2 separate regions of the Sus scrofa genome follow, and region 2 is linked to region 1. Evidence: chromatin contacts called from public HiChIP or PLAC-seq data. All regions are on one chromosome and are shown on one strand. The core of a region is the stretch at or near the end of the contact, and the rest is flanking DNA. Distances in the headings are between cores, read along the strand shown.

Region 1 (7,072 bases), core at 4,386-6,885:
GAGGACCACGGGAAGGGCGTTACGACATTCTCGCAGTGGCCCCAGGAGGGGGACACTGTCACTATCCCCATCTCCCCATGAGAAAACTGAGGCTCAAGAAGACGAGGTCACTTGCCCAGAAACCCCAGCATCTGTGATTCTTACCTGCTCTAATGACAACTACCATCTCATATTTTCTTTCTTTCTTTTTTTTTTTTTTTTGTCTTTTTAGGGCTACACCTGCAGCATATGGAAGTTCCCAGGCTAGGGCTTGAATCAGAGCTGCAGCTCCTGGCTTACACCACAACCACAGCCAACTCAGGATCCGAGCCGTGTCTGCGACCTACACCACAGCTCACGGCAACCCTGGATCCTTAACCCACTAAGCGAGGCCAGGGATCAAACCTGCATCCTCATGGATACTAGTCGGGTTCATTACCACTGAGCCGCCATGGAACTCCTAATATTTTTTTTCTTACAAACATGACTTGAAGGAAAGCCTACCACTGATAACTTGGGAGAACTTAGAATAAGGATTTTTAAAAATTTTACCATCTTAACCATTTTCAAGTGGAAGTACATTCATATTCTTGTGCAACACTCAGCACAGCCATCTCCAGAACTCTTTTTATCTTGCGAAACTCTGTGCCCACTTTCTCCCTCCCCCTCTCCAGGCCTTGGCACCCACCATGCTCTATAAATTTATCCAGTCTAGACACCTAATATAAGTGAAATTATACAATATGTTTTGCTTTGGCTGCAAATGAGACATATGCAAGGTTCTGGGCCGGGGATCGAACCCAAACCTAGGCAGCAGCCTAAGCCGCCGCAATCGGATCCTTAACCCACTGCACCACAGCAGGAACTCCAAAGTCATGCCTTTTGTGTCTGGCATAGTTCCCTTAGCCTAATATCCTCTGAGGTCATCCGGATCGCAGCAGGTGTCAGAATTTCCTTCCCTGTTAAGGCTGAATGATGATATGCATGTACCTCCTTTTGCGTATCTAGTCATCCGTTGATGGACCCTGGCTTGTGGCCATCCTTGGGCTGCTCCGAACAATGCTGCAGTGAACACGGGTGTACCTATATCTGTCGGAGACCCAGATTCGTTGGGGTGTACACCCAGAAGTGGAATCGCTAGCTCAGATGGTCGTTCTATTTTTAATTTTTTGAGGAGCTGCCATACTGTTTTCCACAGCGGCTGTACATGCCCATCCACCGTCCACAAGCTTCCAATTTCTCCCCGCCCTCACCCATACTTGCTATTTTCTGGATTTTGAGAGGAGCCATTCTGACGGTCACGGAGGGAATAAGGATTTTCCCAACTGCCCCTGGTCCTGCTTCCACAGGAGGAAGCAGGGGGCCGGGGTGCCGGTCCGGGTCTGGGAATATTGTAGCCGCATGTCAGAGTCCTCAGACCCCAGACAGGTGAGGGGGGCTGTGCTTCTGGGGCTGCCGTGTGACCTCTGCTGCCACGGGACAGGCAGAGGCCCCAGCCCGGCTGGCTGGGGTCCCACCTTCTCCAGAACCTCATCCTCTCGTGTTGCAATTCCTACTTCCTCAGTTCAGCAGGAACTGAGCTGGGCCTTTCCAGCCCCGGCTGACCCTGTGACCTAGTGTCCCCACCCAGGCCTGGGACACAGAGCAGAGAGGAGGCCGCAGCACCTGGGGGCGGGGGCAGGGGGGGCGGCTCCGTCATCAGCGTGTCCCCTGGCCTTCCCTTTGTGTGGGGGACCAGAGCAGACTTTGGAGCCAGACAGACAGTCTGAGTTCCCTCTCTGCCGCTGGCCAGCTGTGTGACCCTGAATAAGCCACTTCCCTTCCCAGCCCTCCCGTTTCTCATCTGTAGAATGGCAGAAATGGGGCTTGGCACCCCAGGAAGCACTCACTAAGCATCTCCCCAAAAACCCAACATCCTCCTCCTCCTCCATAACATCCAGACGTATAACCAGGTCATGCCTGTGCCAAACAGCCCAGGACGCCCCACTGCCGGCAGGAAAAAGTCCACCACACCATTACAGACTGGTGGGCACTGCCTGGACTGGCCTCTGCCCATATTGCCAAGCTCCCCTTCCCCTCACACATCACATTCCAGCCACCTGGGCTGCCCTCCTGTCCTTCAAATACCTGGCGCTCCTTTGTGCCACTGCCCTTTGCATCTGCCCTTCCCCCTACCCGAAATTTGCTCCCCGAGATTCCACTGCAGTCCCACAGTTTACTCCTAAAAGGCTCTGTCTCACTTCAAATATTACGTCTTCAGAGCCTCTTCCACATGGGAACCCTGGGCTCTCTCTCTCTCTCTTTTTTTTTTTTTTTTTGTCTTTTTGCCTTTTCTAGGGCCACTTCCTGTGGCATATGGAGGTTCCCAGGCTAGGGGTCTAATTGGAGCTGTAGCCACCAGCCTACGCCAGAGCCACAGCAACATGGGATCCAAGCCTTGTCTGCAACCCACACCACAGTTCACGGCAACTCCAGATCCTTAACCCACTGAGCAAGGCCAGGGATCGAACCCGCAACCTCATGGTTCCTAGTCAGATTCGTTAACCACTGTGCCATAACAGGAACTCCCCTGGGCTCTCATCTTGCCCTTTAACCATCCCCACCACAGTGCTTCCCCGGGTGCTCACCGTACTGAAATGCGAAATTATTTGAGGAACGACCATCAGCCTCCCCACGTGAGCTCTGTGAGACCAGCATCACGCCTGTTTTGCTCCCCGTTATCATGTAAGCACAGAGTTGAGCCCCCCCCCCAATATTCATCAAATCAAATGATTCGTTTCCAGACTCTACCTGATTTGGGAACCTCAGATTCTTTCCAACAAAGACAATCCATTACCCACATAACGAAACGAGCTTTAACTTTCATAGCTTGGTAAGCTTTTTCCACTCATTAAATGAACAAATCTGAGAAAACCCTCAGTTACATCCCGTGTCCTAATTTTTCAGCTCAGAAAAATATGGTCACTGCACTCAGAGCAGCTGCTCACAATTCCTGCTGTGCCTCCTCGCCCGCCGCCCAGCCTCCGGCCACCCCTTCCTCAGAACATGTGGGGAGGCTGCGGGGAGGATGCGGGTAGCTCCAAGGATCACCCCTTGCTTGGGGATAAATGCCAGCCATGAGTAATGGCGGGTTGCGAGGGGAAGTGCAGACGCAGATTCAGCTCCGTCAGCAAGACCAGTGAGAGCCAAGGTGGCCCCTTGCCCGGGGTTAGGGCCTGACTCAGCTGGTCCACACAGAGCAGCCCCCCCAACCAGCTGGGGAGCCAGGGTGCAGACCCCAAGGGGGCCTCAAGGCAGGGCATCCAGCGATGGCAAATGAAGGCTTAGGCATTCATTGATTGCTTGTGCTCTCTCCCTTGTCTATTTCAACAGTCTATTGTTTATTGTCTATTTCAATGGTCTCCCTGGAGCCATTACTGTGAGCCCAGCTTGGTTTGGGGAGGTCTTAGCAAGGCCAGGGCAGGTGTTCACTGAGGGGCTATGCTGCTGTCCATTCACAAGGGTTCTCAATGGAAAAACTTTCTTGACGAGGTGATGCAAATAGGCTACAGATAATCACCCTGAGCCCCATTGGTGCTGATCCCGATTGGGGGCCAGCTCAGGGACAGTGACACCTTGAGGAGGCCTGGAAGAAGGGTGGGCTGTCCCCAGACATAAGCAGGTGGAAGGACTTAAACATTAGTCACTGTCCAGTTGGGCTCCCTGGACATGGAGGGGGAGCCCCAGAGTGAATGAGACCCGCCCACAGCAAGGACCTGAGCCTGGAAAAGAAGGCTGGTCTGGGTGGGGGTCCCGAGCTGCTGGGGACCTCAGAAACTTCCTGAGCACCCCCATTTTCTAGGTCCTCACAGGGCTCACGTTCCAGTGGGGTGAGGAGAGTAGACAAAGTGAGACAAACAGGCAGCTAGATGGGATGCGAGAGGTGACAAGGGCAAAGGGAGGAAGTAGGGGAGGGCTCCTGGGAGGGGCGGGGGCGGAGCCTATGGGGGGGGAGACTCCTGGAGAGGTGGCTCAAGGGACTGCAGGGCCGGGGGCACTTGAAAGAGTGGCAGAGACGGAGAGGGAGGGGGGATGGGGGGTCCCCACACTCACTCTACACGCAGGGAGAGCTTCTCCAGAGAGCTGTGCGCCCCTTGCTGCCTTCCCAGAATTCCCAGCTCACCCGGCTGCCACCAGGCTACACCCCCTCCCCCAAGAATCAAAGTCCTCCTCATCTATGCAGAGCTTCAGGGGGGCTCAGCCTTTGGGGATCCCCACAGCTGCCTGTGAGGTGTCCTACCCTGCCTTCTGCAGCTGAAACAGCAGAGGCTTTGGCTGGAAAGGGGAGCGGGTTCCGGCGGGGACGGGGAGGCGAGAGGCCTAAACCACAGGCAGCTGGAAATCCTCGGGGACATTGGCTTTCCAGCTGCTTGCCCGCCCAGGACAAGAGTTCTCAGCGGCTGTCACAGCGACACACACATGCACGCTGCCACGCACCTGTGTCCATGGACACACTCATGATCCCACCCTCACACACACACACACACACACACACACACAGGCAAATGGATAAACACAATGACACACACACACAGACCGACACACAACCACACTGGGCGTGTGCACACACACACAAGCCCGCCTCTCCTGTAGGTCTGAGCTATGTGCTCCGGAAGGGCCATCTCCTTAGGCTGGAGCCTCCTCTGGGAAATGTTTGCATCTTCCTAAGATCCTCCAGGCTGCCCCCCAGCTGCCAAGTCGCCTAAAATGCTGAGAAATAAAGAAAGATTCCTTGAAAATGCACACCTCAAATTTTAGGCTTACACTGTTTTGGAAAATTGGGGCTCAAGCCTCAGGCTCCGGAGAATGCAGGCTTGTGTTACCAGGCAGGTGGGGACAGGTAGGAAGCTGAGGGCACAGGAGGAGAGGTGGGGCTGGAGAGCCAGGGTTGTTGAGCAGGAGGTGAGTCTGGGGAAGATTCCACGCTCGCCCCACCTGCCATGGCTGGGAGCAGACCCCACGGAGCAAGAGCTGGCCAAGGGCTGTGGGGTCAAGGATACTGCTCCGAGAGTCCCACCCCACCCCCTACTCACTCTGCCACCCTCCCCAAGGATCTTGGCTCCTGTGAGCCTTAGTTTCCCCATCTGTACAATGGGTGTGATCTATCTCGTGGGGCTAGTGTGAGAGTTACATGACATCCATCAGACCTAGAGAGTTATAAGCCCTGGAAGCCCCAGAAAAGAGAGTTGGGGGGGGGAGGCTGGGAAAAACTCGGCAGCGGCCTCTCGGGCGTAACCGGCCTGAAAATAACCGGCATTTTCCTTTTCTGTGCGGCTGATGCAGCGCTTCCCATAGGACCGCGCCTGCTTATCAGGAGCAAAGCCGCTCTCGCCGCCAGAAGGTGACTGTGGGGGCTCGGCTCCCCCCCTCCAACCCGACTCCCACAGAGGAAAACACTGAATTCCCTCCTCCTGGTTCAGGTTTCAACTCCCCCCGCCCCAAACAATTTTGCATATATTTAAATCTCTTCTGCGGTTTCCAGGCTTGAGCCGCCCCCTCAACCCCCCCGGAAAAGGGAGAAAGAAATTACAAAAGCCCGTCATTTGTCTCCGTCCCCGCACCCCATCTATCAGGGCCGCCGAGCCCGTCGCCTCGAATGATGCGCGCGCCCGGACGGCGCTTTAATGGGGCGCCGCGTGTGACTGTGCAGCGCGGCGCAGCGGCCGGCATTTGCATACATATTAAACGGAGCAGTAAAAAATGCAGACATGCAAACCATTTGGACGGGCTTCTTGGCGAGCCTGCCAGGAAATCAATCTTCTGGTTTCTTAAAGGAAACCTGCTCGGGAGGAGGTGGCGAAGCCTCGCCGCCCGACAGCCCGGGGAGGGGGGCGGCCGGCATCTGTCCCTCTGTCCGCCGAGCCCAGCCGGCGGTGGGGGTCCTTTCCGGCCACGGCCGGCCTCGGGGGAACCGAGGATGGGGAGCCAGGGGACGCAAAAGCAGCATCAATCACCCTGGGCGTGCGTCCTGACGCACGGCTGTGTGCCCCGGAGTAAAAGACTTGGCCCCTCTGAGCCCCTGCTCACCCAGCGGTAGTGATAACAGCACAGCGCCTATCCCACTGCCAGTCGGGGCTGGAGATTGTTCCCTCACTTCCTGGCTCTGGGGCTTAATGACGAACCCCAGGTTGCCCGTGCCCTCTCTACAGAGCCTGGATCCCCAGCCAAGTGTGGAAGAGATCCGCTAAAAGCCCAGGTTCTGGAGGCAAGTGGCCCGAGTTCCAAGTCAGCTCCACTCCTTACAAGCTGGGTGACCTTGACCAAGTGCAACAACCTCTCTGTTTCCTGGAGGGGGAAACGGGGATCAATAGACCTCCCTCTTGGGCGTGTTGTTGGAATAAAGTAGGTCAGTCATCGCCTGGCTCACGGTAAGGACTTAGCTGCAGAGCAGCGTGTAGCAGGGTCTTTGGTGTTACTGGTGTGGTTTTTCAGGGTTGAAATCCCTCTCTTTGTCTGGATGGCTTGGCGAGCCGCTCCTGCTGCAAGCCTCCTTACCTGTAACCGTGGTGCTTGATTTGCACAGGAACTTCTAGCCGGTGTAGATCACCTACCCACCCTCGGAAGATGTGGGGTCCAGGGGCTCAACTGCTGATTCCAGCCAGCCAGGGCCAAGGCAGCGCCTCTGAAGGCTCTGAGGCCATCGCCCCCCCCTCCCCGGCAGTTTTGGCAAAATCCGGGGCCACAGTTGAGCACAACCTGAGCCGGCCCCAAACAGAGCAGACATTTGCGGGACCAGGGGAAGCAAGCGGCCCAGAGCCTCCGCAGAACCAGAGCGGTCCTGCGACTCCATCTCCCCCCCCCCCCCCCCGCCCCGTCTCTGACTTCCACTTTACAGACAAGGAAACTGAGGCTCAGAAGGAGGTACGTGGCCACCAAGCTTGACGGTGATGGAGCTGGGATTCTAATTCGGTTTGACGGACAGCAGAGGCCGCCTCCCAGAGGTCTCCTGTACATATTGTGGGCAGAAGGGTCTCATCCTGCCCCGTGAGGAAAGCTGCTTTCCCCCCAAAGTAGGTGTGTGCTGGTGGGAAAGGGAATGAGTTTGGGGCCTGGG
Region 2 (6,942 bases), core at 317-2,816, 130 kb before region 1:
ATGTGGAAGGGTCTGTGTGATGCGTGCGGGGTATGTGTCTGCCGTCTATGGCATATGGAGTGTGTGTGTGTGCGTCTGTGATCTGTGTAATGGGGTGTGTCTCTGCCTGTGTGGTATGGTCTGTGTGATGTGGGGGAGTGTGTGCTGTGGGTGTGTGTGTTGTGGGGTGGTGGTACCTGGGACACTCCCCAGGGGAAGAGCTGAGGGGGAAAACGGGGGAGCAGAGGGGGTGTTCCAGGCAGAGGGAGGGAGGGAACAGCCCTGCAAAAGCCTCTAGGCAAGAAGAGGCCACCCCAAGCACTGGAGTACTTGATAATGTCTCCAGTGAGGCTGGGGGGTGAGGGGGGGCAGGAAGGGAGAAGCAAGGATGTGGGGGTACAGGGCGGGTCTTTCTCTGATAGCTTAAGGGTGTGCGTGGGCAGGAGTGGGGGGTGCGCCGAGGGGTCAATCCACACTGACCGGGCGGGAGGGGCAGGCCTGGACCAGAGGCAGATGCTGGATGGAGGTGGGAGTGAGTTTGGAGAACAACCAGAGCCCTGGCCATGCATCTGGGAAGCTGTACGGTCTGGGATCCCAGATCTGAGCCTAATAATTCCTGCTCCGCCCCTGACAGCAGGAGCCAAAAGGGTCTTAGTTTCTCATCTATAAACTGGGTCCCAAGATGATATGCCGAAGACCCAAGGAAGAGCCTAAGAACTGCCCATGCTTTCCGCATGCTCTGTGTGTGCCTCTGGTGAAGGATGGAGTGGGCATTTGCTCACAGGCTCTCCCAGCAACCCAGGAGGCCGGAGATGCTGAAAACGGCAGCCCTGGCACAGGGCACAGCAGTTAGTAACTGGCCTGAGGGGACAAAGAAGGGACTGGAGGAGGGACAACGAGAGCCAGGATTTGAACCCGGGTGATCTGACTCCAAAATGGCCCCGTCACCTGACTGCAACGGGGATCAGCAGCTTACTCATGTGCCGACAGCTGCTCCCCAGCCTTCCCATGGGATGATCCTTTCTCATTTGATCCTGTATCCTGGTAGATTCCACATGGCTATTATTCTAGATTAGGAGTCCTGCTCTTAGCGCTGAGAAAACTCGCCAGGACTCATGCCCAGGCGGTGGTGCTCCGGAATGTGCCCCGCCCCCGCCCCCAGCCCCACCTTGTATGTCTGCAGCTGGTTTTCTCAGCATCTGCCCCAAAGGGTCCTCACCCATGGCTAAGAGCACGTGGCAAGGTGGCAAGAACTTGGGCTGCTGCCCCAGCGCTGTGTGACTTTGAGCCAGTCCCTTCCCGTCTCTGGGCCTGGGTTCACCCAGCTGTACAATCCACTTACGGAGTCTGGGAAGATTTGCTAAGGGACAAAGGAGGAAACCGGACTTTCAGAGAGCCCAGAGGACTGGCCCGAGATCAGGCAATCTGCATAAGATGACTCCGGATTTGAACCTGGACCCCCGGTGTGTTGCTTTTCCCCGGGGTCTGCTCCACAGCCCCCACCCCGGAGGCTGTCCCCGGCCCTCAGGGGCCCCACGCAGTTCCAGGCCCTGTCAGCCTGACGTCAGGCCGGGGCCAGCGGGGCCTAGCTCTGCACAAACAGACGGCGAGGGCCGGGCCGGGGGCGGCGATGACTCAGGGCCCCGAGACGGCCGGGAAGCGGAAAGTTTTGTGCAGATGACGTCACCGGGCCGCGAGGGCGGGAGGGGGCCGGCTCCGGGAACCGGCGGCCTGGCGGGCAGCCCGGGCCGGGGCAGGGCGCGGAGGGGCACGGGCGGGAACGCCGGGCAGCCACGCTCGGCCGCGCCGAAAAGCACCGACCCCCCCCCCCCGCCCCCGCCGTCCCCTGCCCGCGGCCCCGGATCCGAGCCCCGGAGCCCGATCCCGCGCTCGCCGGCGAGGAGCGGGTTCCACACGCCTGCGAAGACGCCTCGCCGAGGACGCCGCGCTCCCCAGCGCTCCGGAGGCAGCCGCATCCATCCTGCTGCGTCCCTGCATTTTAATTACCACGGCATTAATATTCATGAGCCGGGACTCGAGGGGGACCGCGGGCTGTCATTTCCCTCGCCCGCGCACCCCCGCACCCCTCTTCTCCGGCTGAGTCGTGGGTTTTTTTCCCTCCCGCTCCCAGCCCCGCCCGCGACAATAGTTGGTGCACAGCCGACCTGGGTTGTGTGGGAGTGTGAGCAGGAGTGTGAGCGGGTGTGGGTGCCCTGGGCAAGGGTGAGGGCCGAGTGGCAAGGACCTGGATGCCCCGGGCGAGGGGCTGAGCGTGAGGATGGGATGTGCTTTCCGGGTCTGAGCGGAACGTGTATGAGTGTGTGTGTGTGTATGAGTGGGCAGGTCTGGGGGAGGCAGCTGTGCCTGCAGTCTGACCTAGGGTCTGGGAGAAGGGTTGCGGGATCTGAGCATACAAATGAGGAAACTGAGGCCTGGGAAGACCCTGGGTTGCGCGGAAGGACCAGAGCCCAGGGCCTGGCTGCTGGGTGCCCTCTGCTTCCTGCTCTCCTGTGCTGCTGTTTTATAACAATGGCAGACAGAAGGTGCTGAGCTGGCACCTCTCCCAAGAGCTTCCCTGCAAACCTGTGCTGTAGGGGGCTCTCTCAGGCCCTCTCCCAGACCAGGACACAGAGGCACTGGTGTAGCCAGTGGGGGTGAAGCTGGAGCCCAGAAATGTCCAGAGCCTCCAGCTTTACCGACCACACTGTGCTGCCCCCGTGGAACCGTGTGTTCGCGTCCCAGCTGGGGTAATCTGGGGGTACCTGAAAGTCCCTCTGGCACCCCAGTGCTGCCCATGCCCAGGTATTAGAGTGTTTCCCTAGAAACACAGCTCATGGCCTGTTTCCCTCCCATCAGGCTCCCAGTGCCCCATTGTCTCCCCCTCTTGAAGCCGGCTCCCACACCACTGCACACCAAGGGCTCCCCAGGACACAGGATGTCTTGCTTCACAAGGGAGCAGGCAGACGGTCTGCAAGTCTCCTGGCCCTCCTCCTTGGGCCTGGGGGCCGCCATCACTCACTCATTCATTCATTCATTTGTTCATCCAGCCAGTGCTTAAGTGCCTCCTGTTTCTGGCAGCAGGGGTTCTCTGCGTTTAGGAGAAACCCACACCATTCTGTTCCCTTTGGGTCATCTCCACCCTGGAGGGGGTGCTCAGGCCTCTACGGGGGTGTCTGTCTCTCTGTGCGCATGCTCCCTAGGGGTGCAGGTCTAGGGTGGAAGACAGCTTCCGACCCCCAGTCTGGCCGCAGAGGTCCAGGTGCACATACGGTGGGAAGGGCCCGGCCCTGGTCATCCTTGGGCTAGTGGAGAGCCAGCCAGACGACACGAGGCAGCCTCGATCTATGCTTCTCTCTCCTTCTGGAATGTGCCTTTCTCCAGGCCTCTAAACCAAATAATCCGGCTGATGTGTCTTTCCCTGGGGGAGCCAAGGCCACCCTCCCTCTCACGTCCACCCTGCCCCTCCGAGCACCCAAACGAGCTGACTGTTCTCCCCTCTCCACCCACGCAGGGCTGGGCTGGAACTCATGTCCCTGCTATGTCCCCGGAGCTTTTTCCCTCCCTCCTGGGGAGCTCTATGGGAACGCAGAGAAGGGGACAGGAGCTGCGGTCCGGGGCCCTCTGGAAAGGAGGTAACGGTTCACGGGGCTGCAGAGGTCAGATAGGAGCCCGACCTGTGAACGGTGGGAGGAGGGAGGGCGGAGGGCACAGCCCAGAGGGGTGACTGCAGCCCCTATTCTGGAACCAGAGCAGGCCAACCAAAGGCACGAGGTCTGGGGAAACCGAAGGATGGATTTGGTCTTGCTGAGTCCGAAGCAGTACAGCTTAGTGGCAGGGACTCTCTCGCGTGAGCCGATGCTGGGTGGGAACCCCCTCCCCCGCCACTGTGAGGTTTGACAAGACACTGAGCCCCGTCTCCCCATCTGTCAGATGGGAAAAGAGCAACACTTTTTTTCTGGATGATATTCAGATTAAGAGACACTGCCTGTAAAGCACCTAGCACAGCGCCTGGTGCTCCCACCTGGGCCCTTCTATCCCCAAGGACAGAGAGAGGGTAGCTGTCCCCATTTCACCCAGAATGGGATTTAAGGATCAGCCCATGGCCCATGGCCTCACCGCTGGGGAGGTATTTGGTGAGCACAGAACTTCTGGGGTGAGTAGGGACAGGCCTGAAGCCATCAGTCGGCGAGGCTCGGGCTCTAGGTAAGAGGAGGGTCTCAAAGCCCCTCAGCCCCTGGCCTCACCTGTAGACCTCTGAGCAGGTGCAGCCAGTTCACCCATCACTCAATTCCCCAGAGAGCCAGCAGTCTGCGAGGCTGCCCGGGCCCCCAGCCCTGGCTGTCCTGCTGCAGCCGTCCACGTGTCTGCCTCCCCGCGGCTCCCCTCTCTCCTTTGAAAATTTCCTCTTTTTTTTTTTGGAATAGTTATACCTGTATAAGGTCAAAAAAATTTTTTTTCAAGTTTTACTGGAGTATAGTTGATTTACAATACTGTGAGAATTTCTGCTGTACAACAAAGTGATTCAGTTATATATATACACACACACACACATCCATCCTTTTTCAGATTCTTTTCCCATATAAATTATCACAGAATATTGGGTAGAGTTCCCTGTGCTTTACAGCAGGTCCCCATTGGCCAATCATTCCATATACTACAGCGAGTATCTGTGAAAAAAAAAATTTTTTAAAGGAAGCACTGTAGGCGTTTCCATCGTGGCGCAGCAGAAACAAATCCGACCAGGAACCATGAGGTTGCAGGTTCGATTCCTGGCCTCGCTCAGTGGGTTAAGGATCTGGTGTTGCTGTAAGCTGCAGTGTAGGTTGCAGACGCGGCTCGGATCCCATGTTGCTGTGGCTGTGGTGTAGGCTGGCAGCTGTAGCTCCAATTCGACCCTAGCCTGGGAACCTCCATAGGCCATGAGTGTGGAAAAAATAAAAATAAAAATAAAAAATGAAGGAAGCACTGTAAAATTTCATTCAGTGCACCATGACCCATCTTCTAGTTTGGGGGGTTGTATGTGTCCAGGATCTTTCTCTGCCTAATAGATCTGTCTTTCTACAACTCTCGCAGGATGCGAGCCACCTCTGCTCAAAGACCTTCGACGGCTCCCCATTTTTATCAGCAAAGGCGGCTTTCTGAGGCTTTTAGCCATACTACCCAGTGTGTGTTCCTGCCTCTCTTGTTGCCATGCCTTTGCTTTTGCTGTGCCAGCCTCCAGCGCCTCCCCTAAAACCCCTTTTCATTGCTCCAGACCTGCTTTCCCTGTGGCTCGGCCTCTGTGCCTCCTCCCCCGCTCCCACCCTCCCTGCCGCCCCCGCCCCCACCTCTCTGCTGGTGCCCCAAGCCCTGGTGGCCCTTTGACTTACGGTGGTGCTTTTTGCATCTGACTTTCAAGGGGTGTCATTGCAGTCCTGTATCCTCACTTAACTATGAGTTTCCCGATGGCTCCACCAGGCGTCCTTCTTTTTGATGTCACCTACCACGAGGTCTTACACGAAGTAGGTGCTTACAATGTTTTGTTTTTGCAACAAACTGGCATTTTCTTTAGGGATTTGGGCTTTAAGCCAGCAGATCTAGGGCTTGAATCCTGACTTTCTCATTCCCGAGCTGGGTGTCCTTGAGAAAGGGAATCGACTTCTCAGAGTCTCAGCTACTTTATCTGGAAAAAAAAGTCTAGAGGAAAACCTCCCTGCAAGTGCCAGAGTGAATGACAGTGTGTGTACAGCACCCAGCATCAGCCCGAAGCAGAGAGGTGCTGATGGGTTCTACTCATTCGTGTTATTCCGTCTTATTCAGACTTGCTCAAGGTCACCTGTCCAGTTGGGGGGCAGGGCTGGGACTCGACGCTCATCTAGGGTGCCTACCTGCCCTCGGAGGAGTGAGGCTCACAGGTCCCTGTTTTGCAGAGAGGGAGAACAGGGCCCAGAGAGGCTGCGTTACGTCTCTAGGTCACACAGCCCTGTGAGCAAAGCAAGCGTCAGTCTGTCGGCCAGGTCCCTGGTGGGTTCTCTGGGCCCCTGGATCACAGCCCCAGTGAGATTCGTCATGCTGATTGGGGCCTCTGGTTCTCCTAGTGGTCAAAGAATCCCTAAGGTGGGCCTCTCAGAGGCCCAGTGGCCCCCCCAATTGGGACAATCACTAAAGCACAGAGCCCCCATTTAGGGGATCCTAGGAGCTGTGCTAAGCGCTCCCAGTGGCCTTGTTATCCCACCTTCCAGCATTCGTCCTGCCCCAGCCCTCCGCTGACCACCACGGGGCGGCAGGGGCGGGGGGGGGGGGTACAACGGCCTGCTGCCAGTGCCCTAGCAGCCCTGGGGCTGGAGCTGGAGGCCAGGCACTGCCCAGGATTGGAGGCGCCTCCCAGGTCTCCAAGAACATCAGGGGGCCCTTCCCCAGCCCTTCCCCTGGCCCCACAGAGCCTGCCCAACGGCGCTTCTGAGCCGCACCCAAACTCTTCCCGGCTTTGCCAGGGAGACTGGAAATTTCTGTCCAGCATTTTCCCGGGGGTGATTTCGACACTCAGCTCAGCGGGAGGCGGGGAGGAGGGGCCGGGCTGCTCCTCGGGCTCTGCATTCTCACGGCTCTGCTTAGGGGGACAGGGAGGGGGGCTTCGCCAGGCCTCAGTGAGGTCCCTAGAAATAACGATAATAACAAACGACCGGCTTCAACAACATCAGCCATGTATTGAGCACTTACGGTGTACCAGTCCCTGTACGAAGTCAAGACTGCTATGGATGGCCTCACAGAGCCTTCCAGCCCCAGGCAAGGCTGGCACTGCTGCTAACCCATCTCACAGAGGAGCATGAGAGGCTGAGAGTGGTGAAGGCAGCAGCCTATAGAGCCAGAAGCCGACGCCAGGCCTGTGACACTCTGGAGCCCAGCAGATCCAGGTCACTGACTTGGCTGGGAGCAGGCAGGGCTGGAAAGCCCCCAGTGGTAACTGGGGTGGGAAACATGGGG

The links. HiChIP or PLAC-seq counts read pairs in DNA pulled down with a chosen protein or histone mark.
Region 2: an H3K27ac HiChIP or PLAC-seq map of alveolar macrophages shows a contact between it and region 1. The contact joins two enhancer-like sites. A contact is called at or near these places in 8 of 47 Hi-C or Micro-C datasets (embryonic fibroblasts, epiblast stem cells, fetal heart ventricle and 3 more) and 2 of 2 datasets of contacts at active chromatin or transcription factors (alveolar macrophages and skeletal muscle).

Annotation. Positions count from the first base shown.
Region 1 is chr1:269,587,369-269,594,440 of Sscrofa11.1, reverse strand. The region is part of intron 2 of LOC102162054 (a long non-coding RNA gene); the gene reads right to left. Among named protein-coding and RNA genes, the nearest start is that of IER5L, 140 kb to the right of the region's middle. Within about 2 kb of position 5,635, at least 33 of the 83 cell types and tissues checked have an H3K27ac peak or open chromatin away from gene starts, as enhancers often do. A contact at or near this core is called in retroperitoneal adipose tissue, where this site is marked.
Region 2 is chr1:269,712,290-269,719,231 of Sscrofa11.1, reverse strand. No RefSeq gene overlaps it. Among named protein-coding and RNA genes, the nearest start is that of NTMT1, 100 kb to the left of the region's middle. Within about 2 kb of position 1,566, at least 71 of the 83 cell types and tissues checked have an H3K27ac peak or open chromatin away from gene starts, as enhancers often do. A contact at or near this core is called in retroperitoneal adipose tissue, where this site is marked.